Regions from separate parts of the Zea mays genome. Here region 2 is linked to region 1. A link is a contact called in public Hi-C data. All regions are on one chromosome and are shown on one strand. The core of a region is the stretch at or near the end of the contact, and the rest is flanking DNA. Distances in the headings are between cores, read along the strand shown.

Region 1 (7,103 bases), core at 2,448-4,947:
ACCAAGGTTTTGAGCCGGTTGTACATATCTTGTGGCTCCTCCCCTTGGCGAAGACGGAAGCGACCGAGCTCCCCCTCGATCGTTTCCCGCTTGGTGATCTTGGTGAGTTCATCACCCTCGTGCGCGGTCTTGAGTAGGTCCCAAATCTCCTTTGCATTCTTCAACCCTTGCACTTTGTTGTATTCCTCCTTGCTTAAAGAGGCGAGGAGTATGGTTGTAGCTTGGGAGTTGAAGTGCTCGATTTGGGCCACTTCGTCCGTATCATAATCCTCATCCCCTATGGATGGTACCTGTGCTCCAAACTCAACAACATTCCATATACTTTTGTGGAGTGAGGTTAGATGGAATTTCATTAAATCACTCCACATAGCATAATCTTCACCATTAAAGGTTGGCGGTTTGCCTAATGGAACGGAAAGTAATGGAGTATGTCTAGATGTACGAGGATAGTGTAAGGGGATCTTACTAAACTTCTTACGCTCTTGGCGTTTAGAAGTTACGGAGGGCGCATCGGAGCCGGAGGTCGATGTTGATGAAGTGTCGGTCTCGTAGTAGACCACTTTCCTCATTCTCTTGTGCTTGTCCCCACTCCGATGCGGCTTGTGGGAAGAAGATTTTTCCTTCTTCTCTTTGTGGTGAGAAGAAGATTTCTTCTCCTTCCCTTTGTTGGAGGAGCTCTTCTTCTTCTCCTTCCTCTTGGTGCGGGACTCTTCCGATGAGGTGCTCCCGTGGCTTGTAGTGGGCTTTTCGCCGGTCTCCATCTCCTTCTTGGCGTGATCTCCCGACATCACTTCGAGCGGTTAGGCTCTAATGAAGCACCGGGCTCCGATACCAATTGATAGTCGCCTAGAGGGGGGGTGAATAGGGCGAAACTGAAATTCTCAAAAATAATCACAACTACAAGCCGGGTTAGCGTTAGAAATATAAACGAGTCCGAGAGAGAGGGTGCAAAACAAATCGCTATCAAATAAAGAGTGTGACACGCGGATTTGTTTTACCGAGGTTCGGTTCTCGCAAACCTACTCCCCGTTGAGGAGGCCACAAAGGCCGGGTCTTTTTCAACCCTTTCCCTCTCTCAAACGGTCCCTCGGACCGAGTGAGCTTCTCCTTCTCAATCAAACGGGAACAAACTTCCCCGCAAGGACCACCACACAATTGGTGTCTCTTGTCTTGGTTACAATTGAGTTGTTTGCAAGAAAGAATGAAAGAAAGCACGATTGCAAAAGCCAAGCAACAAGAGCGACAAATAACACACGGATCACTTTCTCTCTCAAGTCACTAATCACTAATGATCTCTTTTCTCAATTGTGAAACTTGGAGAGATGGAGGCTTTGAATGTGTCTTGGAATGGATTGCTAGCTCTTGTATTGAATGTTGAAGGTTGGAATGCTTGGATGAAGTGAATGGAGGTGGTTGGGGAGGTATTTATAGCCCCCAACCACTTTCTAGCCGTTGCTCCATTCTGCCGACCGCGGACGGTCCGCCCGCCTGGTCCGGACGGTCCGCGCCTGTAGATCAACGGCTGAAAATGCAACGGTCAGCAGTAACGGCTATATCAACGGCTATATTGCATTTAATGCGTCGTCAGATGTCAGATAAAGTCAGGCGCGGACGGTCCGGTCGTGCACCCCGGACGGTCCGCGCGGACGCTATAATTCATTTTTCCGAACCCGTCACCTTCGGGTTTTTCGGTTCCTCACCTACCGGACGGTCCGCGCCTGAGGCCGGACGGTCCGCGCGAGGTCCCAGACGGTCCGCTCTTTTCCTTCTGACGGTCCATAGTGCAGACTTAGATTTTTGCATTGGTCCTGTCCGAGGGTCATCCTGGTGGTGCGGACGGTCCGCCGCAAGGGCCCGGACGGTCCGCGCTTGGCCTGTTTTTCCAAAAAGCTTCTCCTGTCCGGAATAATCTACGGTATTCCGGACAGTCGATTTAGTATGTTTGTAGATGAACCTTTGGCACCTGTAGAACATATATTCTAGAGCAAACTAGTTAGTTCAATAATTTGTGTTGGGCAATTCAACCACCAAAATTATATAAGAACTAGGTGTAACCCTAATTCCCTTTCAGTCTCCCAGTCAACTTTGGGTTGCTGGACCGTTGTCTCCTTATAATGTAATTATTTATTTTGTACAGAACTCCTATTATATTGTAAAGATGTGACATTCGATCCTGTGCCATGATTCATCATATGTGTGAGACTTGGTCCCAGCACACCTGGTGTTTATGTTCGCGCCCGGGCTTTGGACCCCTAAAACCCGGGTGTGACACCGTGGCCGAGCGGCGAGCGAACGCCAGTCGCCAGGCAGAGCCACAGAGACAGCGGTAACAGACAGCGCGATCAGGGCAGGCGAACAGGCGCATGCAGGCGGCGGGCAGAGGAACAGGCGTAGGCAATTGGATTAGCGTCTGGACTCTGGGCCTCTGGCGTAGCAGGCTGCAAATCTGCAATTGTCGCTGTGGCCTGTGGAATATTGTTTATGGGGTGGGGGGCCACCAGCTTCGTGGGGCTCGGTGCGGTGGCACCGGCTGCCACCCCCCAGGGTCGGCCCTTCCTATGATACAAGGTTCAAGGGTTTTGTTTCCCTCCTTCGGCATACTCAAACACGGCCCAGATACAAAAGCATAGAGTGGCGTCGGTCCATACAATAGACATACATTAAACCCACTCCCTCCCGCGTATCTTGAATTTGGCCTCCTCTTGCGCTCGCCACGACGAAATCCACCTTCGTCTTGGCCTTCCACCTATAGTTGTACATAGAGCTTGGGCCCGTAGTCTGGTCTGGTCCATGTCTAGCCCGACATAGTTGCTAATGCGCCTGGGCTGGCACGGCCCAGAGGAGCAGATCGTGCCTGGCCTGCTCCCGCTAGGGTAGCCCGGTAACGACGCTGCCAGTTCGACGCCGTCCTGATGCCCAGTATACCCCCATACCCCCACTCCCAGCGCCTCGGGTCCTCGCCTCGCATTTGCCTACCTTCGCCTTGATCCGGCGATCTCATTGTCTCCTCGCTGACCGTCGCCCTCGGCCCCCGTCCCTAACTTCAGTGACCTCGATCCAGCAATACAACACCATCTCCCCTCTCCATGTCTCCTCTCTCTCTCGATGAACTATGTGAGTTCGTGTTGTAGCCTAGTCTCTCCTCCCCCGCTCGTTGTCGTTTCTAATCAGTGTCTCTCGTCTAGGTGCCCGATGTCTTCTCCAACTCCAGGCTCCGGTTGCACAAGTAAACTCTAACCCTAACCCTAGATCTCTAATTATTTTGTGTAGGTCAGTTGTCGATGCCTCGTCTTCCTCCTCTAGAGTAGACTAGGCATGTACGACGGCTGCACGCACCGTTGAGGAACGGTGTAGATCGATCGTCCGTGGTAAAGATCGCCATGTATTAGAGTTGAGGAATGATGACGAGGTCTATTCGCTCACCGGCAATGATGACTTTCGCACGACAAGGCTTGTCTCCAATGACAAAGACGACATTAGGCGAGACGCTGTTGCATGCCTTGTTCGGTATCGATGTCTTGTGTTTGAAAATTCTAAAATTTACCATATTTTAGAGGTGTTGTATATCTGGGGGGCTCCTGTGCTCCAACGGACCAACCCAACACAAAAACAAATCCGTAGGATCGTGCCGAGGTCGACGTCCAGAGTCCAGACACGTGAGCCACTTTAAGTACGGCCCGTGAAAACGCCGCGCCGTGTCGGCCCGTTGACTATCGGGTGATGTCCTTCACTGTTGTTGACAGAAAACCTCTCTTCTCTGCCGCAATGGTAGGCAGGGCACGCGTCCTAGAAGCGAGGCCAGGTGTCGCGCCACCGAAGCTCGGCGCCGCCACGTCTTCTCTCTGCGGGCAGCTTGCTTTGATCCTTCCCCTGGGTTCCAGTTCCAGCGTCTGCTTGCTTGCTACCACGCCTCCTCATCTGCTGCCACCGGCGTCTCTCCTTCCCAGCTGGGGCCCTGAGCTGAGAGCAGAGCAGGGAGCGAAACTTTGCGCTGAGATTGAGCTGCTCCTACTTGGAAGGCGGCGGCGTCGGCAATGGGGTCGGAGACGTTCGTGGAGATCCTGCTGGCCATCCTGCTGCCGCCGGTCGGCGTCTTCCTCCGCTACGGCATCGGGGTAATTAACACTCAGCTTAGCATCTGATTAATTGATGCATCGTCGTTCTCATCAGATGTGTGTAAGTAAAGTAACTGCTTGCTCGCGATCTACTGTGTGCCTGCCCTGCAGGTTGAGTTCTGGATCTGCCTGCTGCTCACCATCCTGGGATACATCCCGGGCATCATCTACGCCGTCTACGTCCTCGTCGCGTGAAAGCACAACATGGTGTGGTAGGTATGACGACGATGGTGACCGTCCGCCCGCCCGCCGGGAGCTGGAATATATGAGACCCAGACCCAGTGCTTCTGATCCATCCATTCCATGCATGCAGTGATGCAGGCATACGTACGTTTAGCCCATGCTGTATGTTTGTGTCTTGCTTTAGTTAGCTTTAGCTAGCTGCTTGCAGCTTAGCTTCTCTCAGCTCGTCTACCGGTCCGTTTTGCTGTGCCCATGGACATGGATGGGAAGAAGGAACCGTAGCTTGTATGCAAGTGTGTACTAGAGTCCAGAGTTTCTACTCTGCTACTGATTCTGAATCCAGACATGTTTTCTGAGATCTTCCTTCGTGCTAGCCGTGCTGAATTCTTATGGAAGCAGAGGTGCATGCACTGCGACGTTCGTTGGTAGCTCTTCCGCAACGGCATCCCCGACGGCTTCCTCTCTCTCTCTCTCTCTCTCTCTCTCTCTCAACTAAACGGGTACCTGGATTCCAGTGAAATCGCGCTGAGAGAACGCGCAGTGATACTGCCCAGATACATACATCCAAATCATCAGCCAGGCAAGTAACGTATTAGATGTACAGCATAGCTTCTGAAGGGAAAATGAAATAAAAACGCTTCAAAAAGAAAAAAGAACCAAGAACATGTCACATGTGGGAATTTTTTTGACTGAATGAAGCATAGTAAGGTACAGAACAGGCAGCCAAAAGCAGCTGCTCCTCGACACGAGGTTCACTCAAGTACCAGCCAAATGTTATCAGACAGAGACGATCATGCTTCCTACCACCTAGACTAGAGCTGTGTCTCCGTGTCTTGTCCAGAAAGAGCGTCGTCGTCTTCCCTGCAGCATTCACCAGTATCCCTCCTACTCATACTGCTGCTATTGCATCACCTCGCACCTACGGCTATCCCGGACCCCGTCCACCCCATCTCAGTCTCACTCACTTGGGGCTCTTCTTCCAGAGCCCGCTCATCCTGCGCAGCACGCCGCCGCCGCCGCCGCCGCCGCCGTTGCGCCGCTTGGGTGACTCCTCGTCCACGTCGTCCGAGAATGGCGAGCTCATCAGCTTCCCGCCGATGGAGCTGCCGTACTCGGGCCCCAGCGACCCGGTCCTCTCCACCGTGCCGCCGTTGCCGTCCTTCCCCCCACCCCCACCGAGCGCGGCTGCAGCCGCCTCCGCGGCCTTGCGCCACTGGTCGGACTGCACGCGCAGGCGCCGCAGCTCCGCCTCCATCTCCGCGCCGGCCGCCTGGGCCGCGTCCAGCTGCTCCGACGCCCGCGCAGCGCGCCGGCTGCTCCTGTCCGCCTCGTCCGTCACCAGCCCCAGCCGCATCCGCACGTCCTGCTCCGCGGCCTTGGCCAGCTCCAGCTCCGCCACCGCCGCCTCGTACTTGCGCCGCAGCTCCGCCTCCGCCCTGCCCGCCCCCGCCTTCAGCGCCTCGTTCTCCTCCGCCAGGCTCTGCAGCGCGTTCTCCTTGTCCATCAGGCATGCCTTCAGCTCCGCCGCGTCGGTGATGGACCTCATCAGCTTCGCCTCCAGCTCCGGCTGCTGCATCGCGTCTGGCCTGTGAGGATCTGCGGCGGCTCCTGCCATTGCCTCCATGAGTGCATCGTTCTTGTTCTTCAGCTCCAGCCTGAGCTCGCACAGTTCGCGGGCGCACTCGGCCCTCACACTCTCCAATGTCTCGTACAAGCCTCCAGTCTCGATAGTCATCCGAGTTTGCTGCTCCTGGTACCTGATCTCAGCGACCTCAAGAGCAGTCCGCAACTGTTCGATCTCTGGGTCATAGCTTCCACAGCTCCCATTGGCGTCGGCGGCACTTGTGGTCACCAGCACCTTCTGCAGAGCCTCAGTCTCAGAGCGGACATCAGTATTGGCCTTGGCCTTGGCATTGTCCGTGTCATGTGACTTCTTCATATCTTCCTGGAGCGATGCCACGAGAGCCTTGGACTCATTGAGCTCCATGTCCTTCGACCTCAGGCATTCCTGCATGCGGACGCCCTCAGCTACAAGTGAGTCAATGGTGGCCTTCGCTGTCTCCAGCTGCTGCTTGGTCTCATTTACCGTGGCATTTGCCTCAGCCGCAGCCCTGTCACTCTCGCTGACATTCACCTTCAGGCCCTCAATGGTCGCTAGGCGGATCTCCATCTCCTGCTTCAAGCCCTCGATCTCAGCTTCCACGTACTCGCACTGCTTCGCGCGGGCCGCGTCAGACTCTGCTGAAGCTTCCAGCTGCTGCTTCAGCCGCTGGATCTCGGACATGGCCGAGCCGAGCGCGGCTGCGTCCGCTGATTTCTGCCTCTGCACTGCCTCGAGTTCCGACTCCCAGGCACGGTCACGTTCCTGCGAGATCTTGCGCAGTTCCTGGAGACGGGATTCCTCCGCAGCTGAGAACTCGTCAAGCTGGCGCTGCAACTCCTCCAGCTTCGAGGCGGCTGCAGCCTGCTCTTGCGTCTTTGCTTCCTCGGCTTCCTGCTGCGCATGGCGCCTCCGTGCCTCTGACGAGCTAAGTTGCTCCTTGGCCTTCTTCAGTTCATCTTGCAGCTGGCTGACCTTGGACTCCAGTTCCGATAGCCTGCTTGGGCGCTTCTTCTGAAACGGAGCGTAAATTATGTGACCAAACGATTCAACATGACGCAAACCATGTCACAGACAAATATGTAGTTTCTATGCTGAACAATACAGAAATGTTGAAATAATCATAACAAGATAAAGTTGTTTGCTCAAAGTAAATTGGGTACTTTACAGGGTTTCCAATCATGATGCTAGCATAAGGAAAACTG
Region 2 (7,103 bases), core at 2,943-5,442, 770 kb after region 1:
CCCCTTTGATGACCGCGCGAAGCGTAAGAAGGAAGAGGTGCTGCAACAACTTGCCAAATGGCGGGAAAAGGCAGAGGAAGAATACCTATCATACTTCATGGTGTATCGCCACTAGAATATCATCCGTCAAGGGGAGATCGATATGGAATCTCTCCTACTTTCGCCTTAGGCTCCTATGTAAGTATTCCATATCCATCTTTTAAGGCTTTCATGGAATAGCGGGGAGGCTAGTTAAAAAATATATAGATGAATCTGTTAAAGGATGGGCGCGTTCATATGAAAAATCTATTGTCCCTAGTTTTCTCTCGTAGGAACCTAATACGGAGCCACCCGCATCTAACAAATCGACTACAAATGGGTCATCTTGTATCCAACCATTGTATGGAGTGCCGATGAATACATCATATCACCACGACAGCCACCGCCACTTGACTCGTGATCGGCTCTAGACACAGTTGGACTGTCCGAGAGTCGACTCGGACCGTCTGGCTACGTCGTGGACCATCCGACATATTCTATTAGGTCGTCCAACCATACATAGGCCTACGCGCACACCACCCAGGTGGCACCATATACGACCGGACCATCCGGGTAATACCTAGGCCTGTTCAGCATGGTCGTGGACCGTCTGACCCCTTACACCGGACTGTACTGGTACACGTACTTAGAACCAGCTACTACACAATATACACAATTATTACACTCATCGCAGCAGGACTACATGACCCCACTGACAACATATTATAACCATGGCATGCCACCTTATATGCACAAGGCCGAATATTCTTCGGCCACCAAAGAGTCCGAAAGATATAGGGTGGGAGGGGGTAGCATTAATAGGACACCTAATATGTAGTTTGAACATCCGTGGGAGGAAAAGCCGACAAAATAATGTTCGGCAACCTGAGGTTTTCACCCCAAACTTAATGGATGGTCACCAGATGTGGTGAAAAAATTAGGGACGAGGTAGCCGAGTTGTTCATAGACAAGATCAGTGTTAGTGTGTCAGGCACGGGATAGGCATATCATAAACCTTATAATCACCGATTTGACGTTGTACCATATTTGCAAGGGACCACGATATCGAATTTCTCTAAATTTTCTGATGAACGCGGAAAAAACACGCACGGGCACGTAAGTTAGTTCTTAGCGGGCCTAAAAGAATTGGTTGATAGGGAAGCGTACTGTATCCGTTTATTTTTGTTGTCCCTTATTGGTACCGCATTCGCATGGAACGCAGCCCTGCTGGCTAACTCTATCAACTCTTGCGGGGGAATTAGAGCAGAAATTTTATGAATACTTTTTCTCAGGAGAGCATGAGTTAGAACTAGCTGATTTAGCTTTAGTCCGATAGGGGAATAGAAAATTGGTTAATGACTATATTCGGGTGTTCCGGGACACTAGAAACTGATGCTTCCAAATCCATATGTCGCGGACAAACAGCTAGCAGGGCTGGATTTTAATGGGTTGCAATCTTACCTAAAAGAAAAGTAGATGGCACCCAGTTCTTTTCATTAGTACAGGTGCACCAGCGAGCGTTGGCATGTGAAAGCCGAAATAAAGAGTCATCTAAATCGGCTAGCCATAATGTGCTTCTAGTGGAGCGCGATAGCTCGGATGATGAATCTACAGGTATATACAACTGAATTTGTTTGGTTAACGCAGGCCAAACCTTTGGCATGCTCTTCTTAATTTACAGCCAGTTCAAAAGAATCGACAAGAAGAACGAAGTTAAATGTACCTTTAATGTTGCCAAGTTTGACAGAATATTTGATGAGCTATTAAAGAGTGGTAACATTAAAGTAACTCATATTATCCCTCCTCTAGATGAACTAAAGAGACGTGCTTATTGCAAGTGGCATAATTCTTGTTCTCATGCCACCAATGATTGTAATGTTTTCCGCCAGCAGATATAATCAGCCATACATAAGGGTCGGTTGAGTTTCTAGGAGAGGAAAATTGACAAACAACCATTTCCTATCAATATGATGGAGCTAACAGATAAAAAAGTCTTGGTTCGACTGGATGTGGCCGATAAAGACAAAGGCAAAAATATTATCGTTGGTAGTCTTCACATGTCAGAAACATTGCAAGGAGTAATTACTCAGAAGGCTCCGGACAAAAGGACTAACAAGGTCGAAGGCACCGGGGGGCAAGCATGATCGGCTAACTGATTAAAGCTCCTTACCCAACGCATCGCGAACGACCCGGTGCTTCCATGTGGTTGGTCTAGAACCCACACATACAATCTGACTCATCTCATTGAACGCTGGCAGCAACCAGAGGCTGAAGTGTCCACACACCTTTAAAAGCATCGATAACCAGAAACAGGTACGTCGAAGCAAAATTCATCTAAAACTTCTGGTGGGATGGTTAAAGCCATCCCTGCTTTTGAAAAGGCCGTCCCTGCATTTGGCCAACAAAACCACTCCGGTCACCTACAAAGGCAATACAACTGAATAAAACGGTCCAACAGGCGACGCAACAAGGGTCGTCTGTTCAACTAATGATGCCATAGTACTTTCCACTAGCCTATTCATCGACGATATATTTTCCTGTTCAAACATGGGGTAGTGCCGCAATGAACCCGTATTACATGTGTCAGTGCTTTGCTTATTTGAGCTGGGGTACCACAATTTTGTACCTCTATTGATTCATTGATCAAGTAGTCATGTCCGAGAAAGATGCAATCCTAAACGACCTTTATGCTCTAGAACTCTATTGAATACTCACTCTATTAGATTGAAAAGCCGGTGACCTGCATCGGTTGAGTTCTTACATCGAAAAACAAAAGGACTTGTGAGATTTGTTGTTTCTTGAAGGGTGCTAATAGTGTAGATGCTTTTTGTTCATCAACCTCCACCAAAAGGAAGGGGCATGTGTTGAGCACCAAATTAGCTACCGGACAGTCCGGCCCTATAGTCCTTACGGTCTAGAGTGCGCGGTGACGGCACAAACGGTCTGCATGTGAATAGAATAAGTTAGCCCTAGTTTAGCCTTCCTCTACCTCAATTCTTCGCCTCTCTTCAGCTCTATGTTGACTAGAAACGCCTTGGGTGACCTGTCGACCATAAGAAAACCCTTGGATCTCTCCTCCCGACGCGGTCCCTCACGGGAGGCGAGATTCAGGTTCTTCGTGATAAAATCGGTTCGGGTACAGATATTTTTTGCCGCCCGTGGGTTACCCGTGGATATTCGTAAAAACTAAAAAACTAGTGAACATGTATCATGAAGACTTAAAGTGTTTCCATATTATATTCTGTATGCCTGTGTTGACGCATAATTCATGAAGACTTGTTTGAAGTGTTCCATGTACGCATAAGTTTTCTGGAATTTTTGCTGGTTATGATTGTATTTTCTGGAATTTTCTATATTATATATATATATATATACCCGATATCCGACGGGTACGGACACGAGTATAATTTTTTTATCCGCGAGTACAGTTGCGGGTGGGTATGGCTAATATCCGCGGGTACGGTCGTGGACGGGTATTTATTATACTCGACCTGTGACATCCCTAATAGTGTTTGGTGCCCTATCGACGTCCGCACAACCTAAAAATCTTGTCACGACACACAGAAAAAATAAGTCTTTCTACTCTATTACATCTATGAGGGTAGAAAATGTTTTTCTTATACATGGTACACATGCACGCTAACATAATAACATGCATTATTTGCAATGCTCATCGCTTGCAAGACTCATTTCTCAAACAAAGAGAAATTGTTCCTTCACGGTCCTCAAACAGCCTAGTCTATGGTAGGCAGGCAGGAGAAGCCGAGGAGGAAGCACCTGCCAAAACGGAGAGAGGAGATATTTTCGACCAGCGCGACATGCATGGCATGGCAAACTATATATCGTCATCATCATTATTATCATCTGACCCTCTTTTTTTTTCACTCTCACTCCCATGTTTTTATTCCCGGGCGGGGCCGTGTGGGTGTGGGTTGGGATGGCCGGATTGGGGTCCCGGGGTGGAGAAATGACAAATCCAGGCCCGCAGGCGGCCACCCACCAAATCGGACGACGCAGGGTGCCCAAATCAGGAAGGATTTTAAGGTTAACCGGCCACCGGCGGTGACCGACGCCCCACCCCACTCTCCTTCTCCTATTCTATCTATATATCACCCGCCTCTTTTTTCTCCCTCACTCCGCCACACCTTCCCTCTTCTTCCTCAGCTCCGTCGCCCACCGCCGGAGCTCCGAAAGGCCCCGCGCCCGCCGCCTTTCCTGTAAAAAACCCAACCTTTAGCTAGCTAACCGCTCCTCTTCTCCCCCTACTCCCCTTGCCCAAATCAGAGAAGATATTTAACGGAGGAGGGGAAGGAGAGGATATTTAGCTGATTGTTGATTGGTGGTCCGGGGTACGGTGTTCTTGAGTCGTGAAGCGACCGTACAGTGGCTAGGGCCGTCTCCGGGTTGCGTGCAGGATGGTCGTCAGAGATCGGGAGTGAGGAGGCAGCTCGTGGTCGTGGAGGCTAAATGTACCGCAAGAACGACTCGGCACTCTCCTGTTTCTACCTCTTCCTCCTCTGGTTCTTCTTCTTGAAATAGACCAGCGCCAGCCACCAGGTAGCTACCTACTAGCTAGCAGCCCAGTTGCGACTGGGGACGGGCTGCTGCTTGCAAGTTGGAATCTTGGAGCAGGAGCAGAGGAGCGGGAGATGGAGCTGGATCTGAACGTGGCCGAGGTGGCGCCGGAGAAGCCATCGGCGGCGCTGGAGGCGAGCGACTCGGGGTCCTCGGGCTCGTCGGTGCTGAACGCGGAGGCGGCATCGGCGGGCGGCGGGGGGCCCGCGCCGGGGGAGGAGGGGTCAAGCTCGACGCCGGCCGTGCTCGAGTTCAGCATCCTCAGGAGCGACAGCGACGCGGCCGGCGCGGACGCCGACGACGGCGACGCCACGCCGTCGCCACCTCGCCACCACCAGCAGCAGCTCGTCACCCGGGAGCTCTTCCCGGCGCCGCAGCATTGGGCCGAGCTCGGCTTCTTCCGCGCCGGCCCGCAGCAGCAGCCGGACATCAGGGTCCTGCCGCACCCGCACCCGTACCCGCCCCCGCCGCCGCCCGCGCAGCCGCAGCAGGCCAAGAAGAGCCGCCGCGGCCCGCGCTCCCGCAGCTCGCAGTACCGCGGCGTCACCTTCTACCGCCGCACCGGCCGCTGGGAGTCCCACATCTGGTCAGTAGCACTGCAAGCTCACCATGCGCCCTTTCACCTACCGACCAATAATCGCTTGTGATTCTGACACCCAAATGTTTCGTCTTCCTGTGCTGTCCTGTTCCTCGGAAATGGCAGGGATTGCGGGAAGCAGGTGTACTTAGGTGAGCAGCAATAAGCAGATCGATCTGCAGCATAAATTTCCCGTTATTAACTAGTTCGTGATCTCGATCGAATGGCCTAATTAACCGATTCGGTGATCTGGCCGATGGCCAATCTACGCAGGTGGATTCGACACTGCTCATGCCGCTGCAAGGTAACGATCAATCCATCCATCCACCCTTGTCTAGCTACCCCACCGACCGGCCGGATTAATGGACCGCTAGCTCTCGGGACGGGCTTGCTGCAGGGCGTACGACCGAGCGGCGATCAAGTTCCGCGGCGTCGACGCCGACATAAACTTCAACCTCAGCGACTACGACGACGATATGAAGCAGGTACATACACGAGTGTTCTTGCAGCTAGCACCGACTGAAACATCTGCTGAACGTACACGCATGGCCCTGTGCACCAGATGAAGAGCCTGTCCAAGGAGGAGTTCGTTCACGCCCTGCGGCGGCAGAGCACCGGCTTCTCCCGCGGCAGCTCCAAGTACAGGGGCGTCACCCTGCACAAGTGCGGCCGCTGGGAGGCGCGCATGGGGCAGTTCCTCGGCAAGAAGTAAGAAACAACACTTCGTTTGCAGGCGCTGTACTTTGCTGCAGATTATTTCATTTCATCCTTGCATGTGCCTTTCCTTTCCATCCACTCACTTGATGGCTGTAGTCTCGATAGAGTTCGTTCGTTCGTACTTCGCACCAGATGAACTCCCACGCACATGATTTAGTACTAGTTTTACCATGCATTGTTCAGTAAAAGTATATGCTTGCTTGATCAGTGGTTGTTTCAATCAGAAGATTAAAAAAACGGAATATTAATATAAAAAAAAGGGGAAGTGGCTAGGGAATTCCTCAGTCCTAGCTAGCTAGCTCACCGGTGGGAACGCCATGCTTGGCTTGGGTGCAGGTACATATATCTTGGGCTATTCGACAGCGAAGTAGAGGCTGCAAGGTTGTTCACCTCGGACGATTCTGCCATTTGTTCATATACACCATGCCTTTTGATTTCTCTCTTGCAATTTCTCTTCTTTTATCATGGCTTTTGATTCCCAAAGGGTTGAGTACCGACTCGATATTCGATTCTCCCTGCCGTTTCGTGACCCCAGGGCGTACGACAAGGCCGCGATCAAATGCAACGGTAGAGAGGCCGTGACGAACTTCGAGCCCAGCACGTACGACGGGGAGCTGCTGCTGACTGCTGAAGCTAGCGCAGAAGGTAATTAAGTAGCTGCTCGCTGCCATGTAATCTTCAGATGACGCCGCTGTTAATTATTAGCTCATCAGCTTTCGGACGATGCCCTTGTTTTTCGGTTGAACCGGGGTGAACTTTCTGAATTTGAGATTTGATTTTTTTTGTTTCTGCTTCTGCAGTTGCTGACGACGTTGATCTGAACTTGAGCATCTCGCAACCGGCATCGTCCCAGAGCCCCAAAAGAGACAAGAACTGCCTTGGTCCGCAGCTCCACCACCACCATGGGCGGCCGTTTGACGGCTCCGCCGTTCTGAAGAAAACCAAGGCAAGCGCTAAGTAATAACGCTACGTACCTTGACAAGTATCAAAATCAGTAAAACTTTCCTCTTCGTCAAACCCTATCTCTACCGACGGCTGTTAGTTGCCCGGTTTTGATCATTTGACAATTAAACACATACCCTCTCGCAAGTCGGGATCATTTTTAGCTAGGCGGACTAGTTTATCGCCAAGCAGCGAGTTTCTCTTTCGGGGTGGGTGATCGCGACAGCTGAGCAGAATACTTCTTCTTCGTCTACTTTTTCTCCTTCCTCCTACC

The links. A called contact is a pair of places that touch in the nucleus more often than the background predicts.
Region 2: a Hi-C map of ear shows a contact between it and region 1, with 2.3 times the contacts expected there. The contact joins the promoter of LOC103629196 here to the promoter of LOC100279015 in region 1. A contact is called at or near these places in 3 of 25 Hi-C or Micro-C datasets (bundle sheath, ear and tassel) and 1 of 3 datasets of contacts at active chromatin or transcription factors (leaf).

Annotation. Positions count from the first base shown.
Region 1 is chr6:36,042,193-36,049,295 of Zm-B73-REFERENCE-NAM-5.0, forward strand. LOC100279015 reads left to right here and starts at 3,698. Exons shown (of 2, transcript XM_020539838.3): 1 at 3,698-4,115; 2 at 4,227-4,658. The coding sequence starts at 4,035. The coding sequence ends at 4,310. It overlaps LOC103629190 (interactor of constitutive active ROPs 2, chloroplastic), which reads right to left. Exons shown (of 4, transcript XM_020539837.3): 4 at 4,945-6,912. The coding sequence ends at 5,260.
Region 2 is chr6:36,815,475-36,822,577 of Zm-B73-REFERENCE-NAM-5.0, forward strand. It overlaps LOC103629196 (AP2-like ethylene-responsive transcription factor TOE3), which reads left to right and starts at 4,193. Exons shown (of 10, transcript NM_001328266.1): 1 at 4,193-5,179; 2 at 5,297-5,322; 3 at 5,444-5,474; 4 at 5,568-5,655; 5 at 5,733-5,878; 6 at 6,224-6,268; 7 at 6,372-6,532; 8 at 6,688-6,833. The coding sequence starts at 4,668.